Linked DNA regions of Mus musculus: all the other regions are linked to region 1. Evidence: chromatin contacts called from public HiChIP or PLAC-seq data. All regions are on one chromosome and are shown on one strand. Each heading gives the region's core, a stretch centred on a gene start, on an enhancer-like site or on the middle of the called end of the contact. The rest is flanking DNA. Distances are from core to core; before and after follow the strand shown.

Region 1 (2,524 bases), core at 9-2,508:
ATCAGAAGCGATCCAGAGATCCGCCAGAGGCAGCAACTTAAGCCCCCCTCCCCCCCAAGAGGGCCCTGGAACATCTAAGAGTTCAGAACGATGGGTCTGAAAATGAGAATTCCTGTAATGAAGCTGTATCTGTAGAGACTAGTCAATTGTTTAGAATGACAGTACCTTGGAGAGGTTGGAGTGTTGCAGGTCCAGAGGCTAATTACCTTATTTGGAGCTGGTTCCAGGCTTCCTAAATGGCCATTTCTTGCTCACCCCTGTGTCAGAACTAATGTCGTGTGACTAATGGACAAAACCCTTTTGGAATCTCTTAACATAGCAAGCCGATAGTTTCTACCAACCCAACAGCTAAGGATGTTATCAGATAGCGTCTTGGACCCATAGACATGCTTGCTTCCCCTTGCTTGTTGCATCTCTCTCTGATGTACCCACCGGTGTGTTTTAAACTTGCCTTGATTTATGACGTTCTTTGTTCTGTAAAACTCTAAAACTTCATGATGGAACCTGGGATTTGGGGTAACCTAAATCTTTGTTCTTGGGCCATGGTCACTCAAAATGGCTCCAGAATGAACTATCTTACTCCCTTTAAGGTGAGAGAGATCGTCGTTCGCATCAACGGTTCTAACACCTGAAATTTGCAAGCTGCAGTCCTATTTGTCATAAGCCTCTCATCTGAACAGGGGGAACTAGGTCTCTGGGTTTTAAAACACGAAGCAATAAGTCTCTGATTCTCAGGGCCCAGAGTCATAAGCCTCTGCCTTTGAAACCCAAAGCATGCTTTGGTCAGAGCACCTAGAGAGCTACAGGTCTTTGGTTTTTAAACCGTGTAGCCATCGGCCTCAATTCTCAGGGCTGAGAGCGATTAGTCACTGGGTTTAAAAGTCAAGTCCATAGCTTCTGGTATTCAAGAACTGCCAACCCTGGAAAAGCAATCCCTTGCCTATTCGTGATTTCCATACAAATAGAGCAAGAGGGCCCTTAGCCAGCTCTTGGGAAGAGATGGCCTGGAAGAGGTCTATGAGCTACAAGGATACCTAGGAGAGGACCCCGGTGAGTGAGAACAGGCGTGTGCTTGCCACGCCTGGGGTAAGAAGGAAGCTCGTTGCACTGAGTCATCACGACTGGTGTGTGTGTGTGGGGGGGGGGGCGGGGGAGGGGGTGTGCAGAAGAGAAAAGAATGACGAAGTTGTGGGGTGGATCAGGAAGGCTCTTGTAGATTCTTGTAAGGAATTCTACTTCAGCTCTGAGTAAGAAAGCAAGCCATTTGTGGCTTTTGATCAGGAGAGTGACATAATCTGGCTTTTGAAAGGACCAGTCTGATGACTAAGTTGGAGAATAGCTTTGGTGACGCATGCGTGGAAGAAGGGTATCCACTTGGGAGTCAAGTGCAAGAAGAAGGCCAGGGGTGACAAAGTCTTGTACCAGGGTGGTGATGGTTACCAGGGTAGCCATGGTTACCAGGGTGATCCTGGTAGGAAAGGGGGAAACCTGGAAGTCTGCTTCCAGACTAAGGTTTCTGGTGTGAGAGAGAGGAGGAAGAGATGACAGTCACCATGAGGTCTGAGACAGCCTCTCACTGAGATGGAGAAGTTCTCTGAGGGACAGACTTGTGTTGATGTTAGAGAGTCTGACATGATGACGGGGACCCTAAGAGGGGATTGTTTGATCTCAAGGAAACCAGGGACAAATGGCTACTGAGGTGTCTATTGAACACATCAAAGCAGACTCTGGCTGACAGTCTTTCCCTGCTCACAAGTACCTGTTACAAAATCATCCTGGCTGGCATACCCTGTCATCTTCCCTTCCCTCCCCTTCCCTTCCCTTCCCTCCCCTTCCCTTCCCTTCCCTCCCCTTCCCTTCCCTCCCCTCCCCTTCCCTCCCCTCCCCTTCCCTTCCCTCCCCTTCCCTTCCCTCCCCTTCCCTTCCCTTCCCTCCCCTTCCCTTCCCTTCCCTTCCCTTCCCTCCCCTCCCCTCCCCTCACCCCTCCCCTCTCCCTCCCCTCTCCCTCCCCTCCCCTCCCTGTTTTAGTTTGGACTTATATGTGCTCTCCCTCATATGTACAATAAAACCTTTCCCCTCAATCACACCCAGGAGCAGCCATGTCCTCCTTTTTCATTCATTGCTGACAAAGCAGTTAGATACAGTAGTGAGGACTTCAGGGCAGATGCTGGGGCTGACAAGCTTGATTCTAGAGCTTTAAGGACAAGAGGCAGAGAGCAGCGGAACAGAGCACTTTGCAATAGCGAGGTATTGTAGAATAAAGTCCTCAGGCAAAGCAGCCACCATCTTGATTGTATCACTCGAACTGACTGATAAGAAAGAGAGTCTAGAGAAGTGGTTCCCAACCTGTGGCTCGAGACCCACTTGAGTCAGCATATCAGATATTTACAGTATGAGTCACAACATTTGCAAAATTACTGTTATAAAGTAGAAACGAAAATAGTGTGTGTGTGTGTGTGTGCGTGCTTGTGTGTGTGTCTCCACAACACAAGGAACTGAATTAAAGGGTCGAAGCATTAGGAAG
Region 2 (2,524 bases), core at 12-2,511, 340 kb after region 1:
GAAGGGATTCTTGAGGTGAAGTTCCATTGGCTGAAGTTTAAAGTACTGGAAAGTCCTCATTGTGTGGAGAGGCATTCCAGGAGTCCCAAGTACTTGCTAGGCGGGTTCTTATGGAGAAGGAGGAAGTTGAACTTGTAGGTCTGCCAAGGACTACTTGACCTTCCACAGGCACAGGGTATGGTGGGACTGGCTCCCCAGACAAGGGGAGGCCTTGCTGGTAAAGGGAGTCCTCCAGTTTGCATCTAGCTCAGAGGAGCTATCCAGCCATGGTAGACCTTAATGAACCATGTTTCCCCACAAGTTGTAATAGATGTTCTGTTATCACCAGTGAATGCTGACCAAACAAGAAATTTATCTTAAGGAAAGAAGAAGAAGAGGAAGAAGAAGAAGAAGAAGAAGTCACCATTGAAAGGAAAACACATTCAAATTGCCTTCTAGCCACTGTGACCTTTCATGTCCCCTGATTTACCTGAAATCAAGTAGCTTTTGTGATGAGAGACTACATTGTGGTGAGGCCTGGTGAGTTGTTGTGGTATACATGTTGGGATCCAGCTGTGGTTCCACATCTTCCCCTTCCTCCCTCTCAGGGTGTCCCAGTTACATCCAGGCACTGTTACCTAGATACTCATGTCTGTACACCATACACATGACAGAGAGAGAAAGAGCAGTGGGGAGGGTGAGGGGGGCAGGAAGACTGACAGACAGACCCTCAGAGAGAGAGAGAGATGGAGACAGACACAAAGAGTGAGAGACAGGCAGGCAGGCAGGCACGTACGCGCGCACACACACACACACACACACACACAGGGTGGGGGGGGGGGAGAGGATATCTTATATAGTTGTTTACTTCCCCAGGGATCATGCATTAGAAACTTGGTCTCAGTTGAAGAAGCTGAAAGGTTCTACCGACTCTTAAGGGGTGGGGCTTCGTGGAAGGTGGATTAGATCATTGGAGGCATCGCCCTCAGAAGAGATTGGTGTAGTAATTTTTATTGTATCATTGACGTTTAATTTTTTTTATAATCAAGCAGGTAAAATACCATTGTTCTTTCCTTTTCAAATTGAGAACATAGGAAATTAGAAAAGTTAAGTAACTTGACCAAGGTCACACTGCTCCTAAGTTGCATAGCTGGAATTCAATTGCATACATTTGTCTATTTGCCCAATATTTGCTCATGCAGCAAATATTTACTGAGCACGTACCAAGGACGTGACACTGCCGGAGACTATGAGGAAATGGGGAAAGGGAAATAGACTTTTATTCTTTCAAAGTCACTGATGACTTTAAAAGAACGGGGAAGGAACTTAGTACCACGCTACATACCTATAATCTCTGCACTGGGAGGCTGAGACAGAAATATCCAGAGGTCAAGGCCACTCTGAGCTAAGTAGCAAGACCCTGCCAAAACAAAACAAACAAACAAACAAACCTACCAACCAACAACAGCAAAAGGAACCCAAACAATAGGACAACCTCCCATCATTATGGAAGGACCACCACAGAACAGTCTTTGGGTGAGAACCACTCTCCTTATAAAAGAACAATGAGTTTGGAGGAGGGAGTCCTTTGACTTTTTAAGAGATAAGTCTTGCTAAGTTGCTCACATCAGTTTCATACTCCAGGTTCAAACCCCTGGATCCAAGCTGTTCTTTTGCCTCGACCTCCCAAGTAGCTGATATCACAAGCACTTAGAATCCCATCATGCCCTTGGTTCATAGGAAATGAGCACCTGCAGCCTTCTCGGGCTTCACTGAGACTGTAGAGCATCAGGCTCTTCATCATCTTTCCTAGATCGGGCTTACTTTCATTGAGCTCAGTGGTAGCCATGCCTCTTAGAAACTCTATCATTAGATGGCATAGACTAATATTTTACCCACTCTTTCAATACTGTCACATACCATCTTTCCTTCCCAAAGCTGATAAGGTAGAAAAAGTAATAATCATCTTGTCAGATCAATTTCATCATTAGTTAAGCTACTAAGCACATAATGGAGGGACATCGCTCACATCGTGACTTACGAGTGTTTAATTAAAGTCTGTTGCACCCCAGAGTTTTGCATTACTGTTGATGAGTCCTGGAGGGCTCTACAATCATGTGTGCTGTTCTCTTCTCAAATGCTCTGTGACTGGCTGAATCCCCACCTCCAATCCTATGTGTGTGTGTGTGTGTGTGTGTGTGTGTGTGTGTGTGTGTGTGTGTGTGTATGTGTGTGTGTGTGTGTGTTAGAATTGTTATTTGTCTTATGTTCTAGGAGGCACACACTATGAGATCAGAAGCCTGACTATGCTGTATCTTTGGTACAGTAGATGTGTGCCTAAAACTGCCTGATGCTCAGTAGGCAATGCATTTATTCAACAAATCCTTTCTAGATATAAATGAGTTAGAGAAGAAAGATAATGTAAATGTTCTTTTTTTCTTCAGAGATCTTAAGAAGTTAACACGTCTATATTCTGAAATGTAATCATGACTCCAATTTACCAAAGAGTTAACTTTTTTCCTCATTTCATTTTTCTAAAAGAGAA
Region 3 (2,524 bases), core at 10-2,509, 320 kb after region 1:
ACATAGACACACAGAGAGAGACACACAGAGACACACACATGCAGACACACACATGCACCATACACACAAAATTGTGATACCAACACTAGAGTCCCCTGACCTATGGTGCTTTATGTTTGTATTTTATGACTTTTCAGAAGTCCCAGTGATGAAGATCAGTGTGACAGTCCACTCGCATCCAGGAGTTGATTGCAAAGGGACACAATAATTCCCATGGGTTAACCACAGCACTTAGCTTAGACCGTCTCAGTTGAGGCGTATTTTAATCTAGTTCTCAATTTACAGATGGGATTATGTGTAGAATGATCCTGGGACCCATGTTAACCTCCCCAAGCCTTAAATTAGCCACAAGACCGTGTCACAGCCCCACAGATGTTGAATTGGAAGTCCTCCCATGTGCACACACATATTTAGAACACTAGGCATCTCCGCTTGACTGATGAATCGGCAAAAGCCATGCCAAGCTTGTCTGGATGTCTGGAACTCTCTAAACAGCAACTATTCCTCTGCTCCTGAGTTTGCCAGGTTCTGGGTTCAGGACACATCTAAACTTCTTTCTCTGGACCAGTGTCTTGGGTCGTGGCTCTCTCCTATCCTAAGGATTCACTTGGTAGCCATGTGATATGTTGAGCAATGGCTGTAAATGTGGGGGAAGCTCTGGCACAACTAGAAACAGTTTGACAAACCCATTCCTGACTGACCTTTTCTTTCCCTCCAGTTTTGCTATCACTGGCCTGGAAATGAGGTATCTGCTAATCCTGACATCACGGGCTAACTAGCCAGTGAGATCCCGTTCCTAATGGATGTGGAGCCTCTGCTGCAATACCTCTGTCTCTGCCCTGCTAGCCCCACCCAGAAAGCCTCCTGTCTTCCTTTCCACTCTTGCTCTCTTCCTCTTTTGTCACATACTCTTCAGAGTGTCCGCAGATGTCAAGTGGAGAGAAAGACATGTGGCATGAATGCTCTTGTGCTGGCACAGGGATACTTCCTGAAGAAGATAGGGCCCCTCGCCGGGTCGCTGAGCAGGCTGCCCATCTGGATTTGTCACAGCTCGGGGCCTATTCTTGATTTAGATAGCTTGACAACTCTCATACTGGCACGATGCCACCCAGGGTGCCAGTCAACGGGCCATCTAGCCATATCAAGTGCGGCTGTTCAGGGCAGGAATCCTAGCCAGGAATTTCTAAACTGCCATTCGTGAGAGGTTCAGTGCATTTTGGCTGGGGAAAAGCTTCCAAAAATAAACACTAGATACTGTGGCCATTTGTTTGGACTTTTGTAGAAGTGTTATTAGTCATTGGGGGTAAGAAAAGGACGGTGGACACGTCAGCAGGAAATGAAGTCTAATTAATCATTCTGACAGGCAGCAGGGGACTTGAGCCCACTCTTCCCAGAACAACTGTGGGGAATTTAGGAAATGGCTAGAACAGCATTTGGTCTTACCAAAGTCTATTTATTTCTTCAGAAATTGAAAAATCACGGATGAAAGTGAGATAAGTCCATGGGAAATAAACAACATAGGGACCCGAGAAGTGAGGACATGCCTTCTTAGAATTTAGTTCTAAGACGGTCAAGCCGAAGGCCCTTATTTCAATGTTTGGAATGTACTTCCTTTGGATGATATTTACACGTGTGTGTATCAGTGTGTGTGTATCAGTGTGTGTGTGTGTGTGTGTGTGTGTGTGTGTGTGTGTGTGTGTGTGTGTTTGGAATGTGAATTGAGACAGAGACACACAGAGAGAAATAGAAAGACAGACACAGAGACAGAGACAGAGACAGAGGGACAGAGATTGGAAGCTAGACGCTAGGCAAATGCTACATTCTTGCATACTAGGCAAATGCTCTAAGCTGAGCTGTCTACTGCTCTCTCTTTCCACTTTTTATTTTGAGATGAGGTGTCACTAAATTGCCCAGGCTGATCTTAAATTTGTGATTCTCCTGCCTCAGCCCACTGAGAGTAGCTGGGGATGTATAGGCTGATGCTACCAAACCCAGCATGTTCCTAGCCTCTAATTGAGAATTCAGTTCATTGCACTTTCAAGCCTAAGGTTTAAGCAGCTTTGTGAGTTGCTAAAGCCTCATGCTGAGGGCTGCTAGCATGTACCTTTTGCTGAAAAACATCAGTTATTATCCAAACAAATTAGAGGTAACCCCTGCCTTCCCACTGAAAACATCGTTTTTCCTCTCTTCCTGTTTGTGTATATATTATAGAAGGGCAATAACCGTATGATTTTACAAGAATACTATGCAGAATAAGTAAGAAAGTTGTCCAAGAGGCCAAGCCTAATGTCCCAGGGCTATAATTCCAGCTATTGTGGAGGCAGAGGTAGGAGGAATCACAGGGGCAGGGCCTGCCAGAACTACAAAGTACGTTCAAGGCAAAACTGTACAAAATGCAGCAGGCAACTAGTAAGACATCATCTCAAAAAAAAAAAAAAAAAAAAACAAACCTCTTTTTTTTTTTAAAGGACTGAGAGGATAGTTCAGTGGTTGGTGCTTGCTTTCTAAGTGTCACAGGCCTGAC

What was found. HiChIP or PLAC-seq counts read pairs in DNA pulled down with a chosen protein or histone mark.
Region 2: a FOXA1 HiChIP or PLAC-seq map of pancreatic cancer cells shows a contact between it and region 1. The contact joins two enhancer-like sites. A contact is called at or near these places in 7 of 39 promoter capture datasets (3T3-L1-derived adipocytes, the SN4741 cell line, cranial neural crest and 1 more), 1 of 484 Hi-C or Micro-C datasets (nephron progenitors), 7 of 115 datasets of contacts at active chromatin or transcription factors (acute myeloid leukemia, embryonic stem cells, large pre-B cells and 2 more) and 1 of 9 other capture datasets (adipose tissue).
Region 3: an HNF4G HiChIP or PLAC-seq map of pancreatic cancer cells shows a contact between it and region 1. The contact joins two enhancer-like sites. A contact is called at or near these places in 2 of 15 datasets of contacts at CTCF or cohesin (the NIH/3T3 cell line and large pre-B cells), 10 of 484 Hi-C or Micro-C datasets (the 3T3-L1 cell line, Th1 cells, bone marrow-derived macrophages and 5 more) and 7 of 115 datasets of contacts at active chromatin or transcription factors (the NIH/3T3 cell line, embryonic basal ganglia, embryonic fibroblasts and 4 more).

What each region holds. Positions count from the first base shown.
Region 1 is chr10:111,618,788-111,621,311 of GRCm38.p6, forward strand. No RefSeq gene overlaps it. Among named protein-coding and RNA genes, the nearest start is that of Gm40763, 16 kb to the right of the region's middle. Within about 2 kb of position 1,259, at least 68 of the 459 cell types and tissues checked have an H3K27ac peak or open chromatin away from gene starts, as enhancers often do. A contact at or near this core is called in the NIH/3T3 cell line and pancreatic cancer cells, where this site is marked.
Region 2 is chr10:111,959,465-111,961,988 of GRCm38.p6, forward strand. No RefSeq gene overlaps it. Among named protein-coding and RNA genes, the nearest start is that of Krr1, 12 kb to the right of the region's middle. Within about 2 kb of position 1,262, at least 20 of the 459 cell types and tissues checked have an H3K27ac peak or open chromatin away from gene starts, as enhancers often do. A contact at or near this core is called in pancreatic cancer cells, where this site is marked.
Region 3 is chr10:111,935,757-111,938,280 of GRCm38.p6, forward strand. No RefSeq gene overlaps it. Among named protein-coding and RNA genes, the nearest start is that of Krr1, 36 kb to the right of the region's middle. Within about 2 kb of position 1,260, at least 65 of the 459 cell types and tissues checked have an H3K27ac peak or open chromatin away from gene starts, as enhancers often do. A contact at or near this core is called in the NIH/3T3 cell line and pancreatic cancer cells, where this site is marked.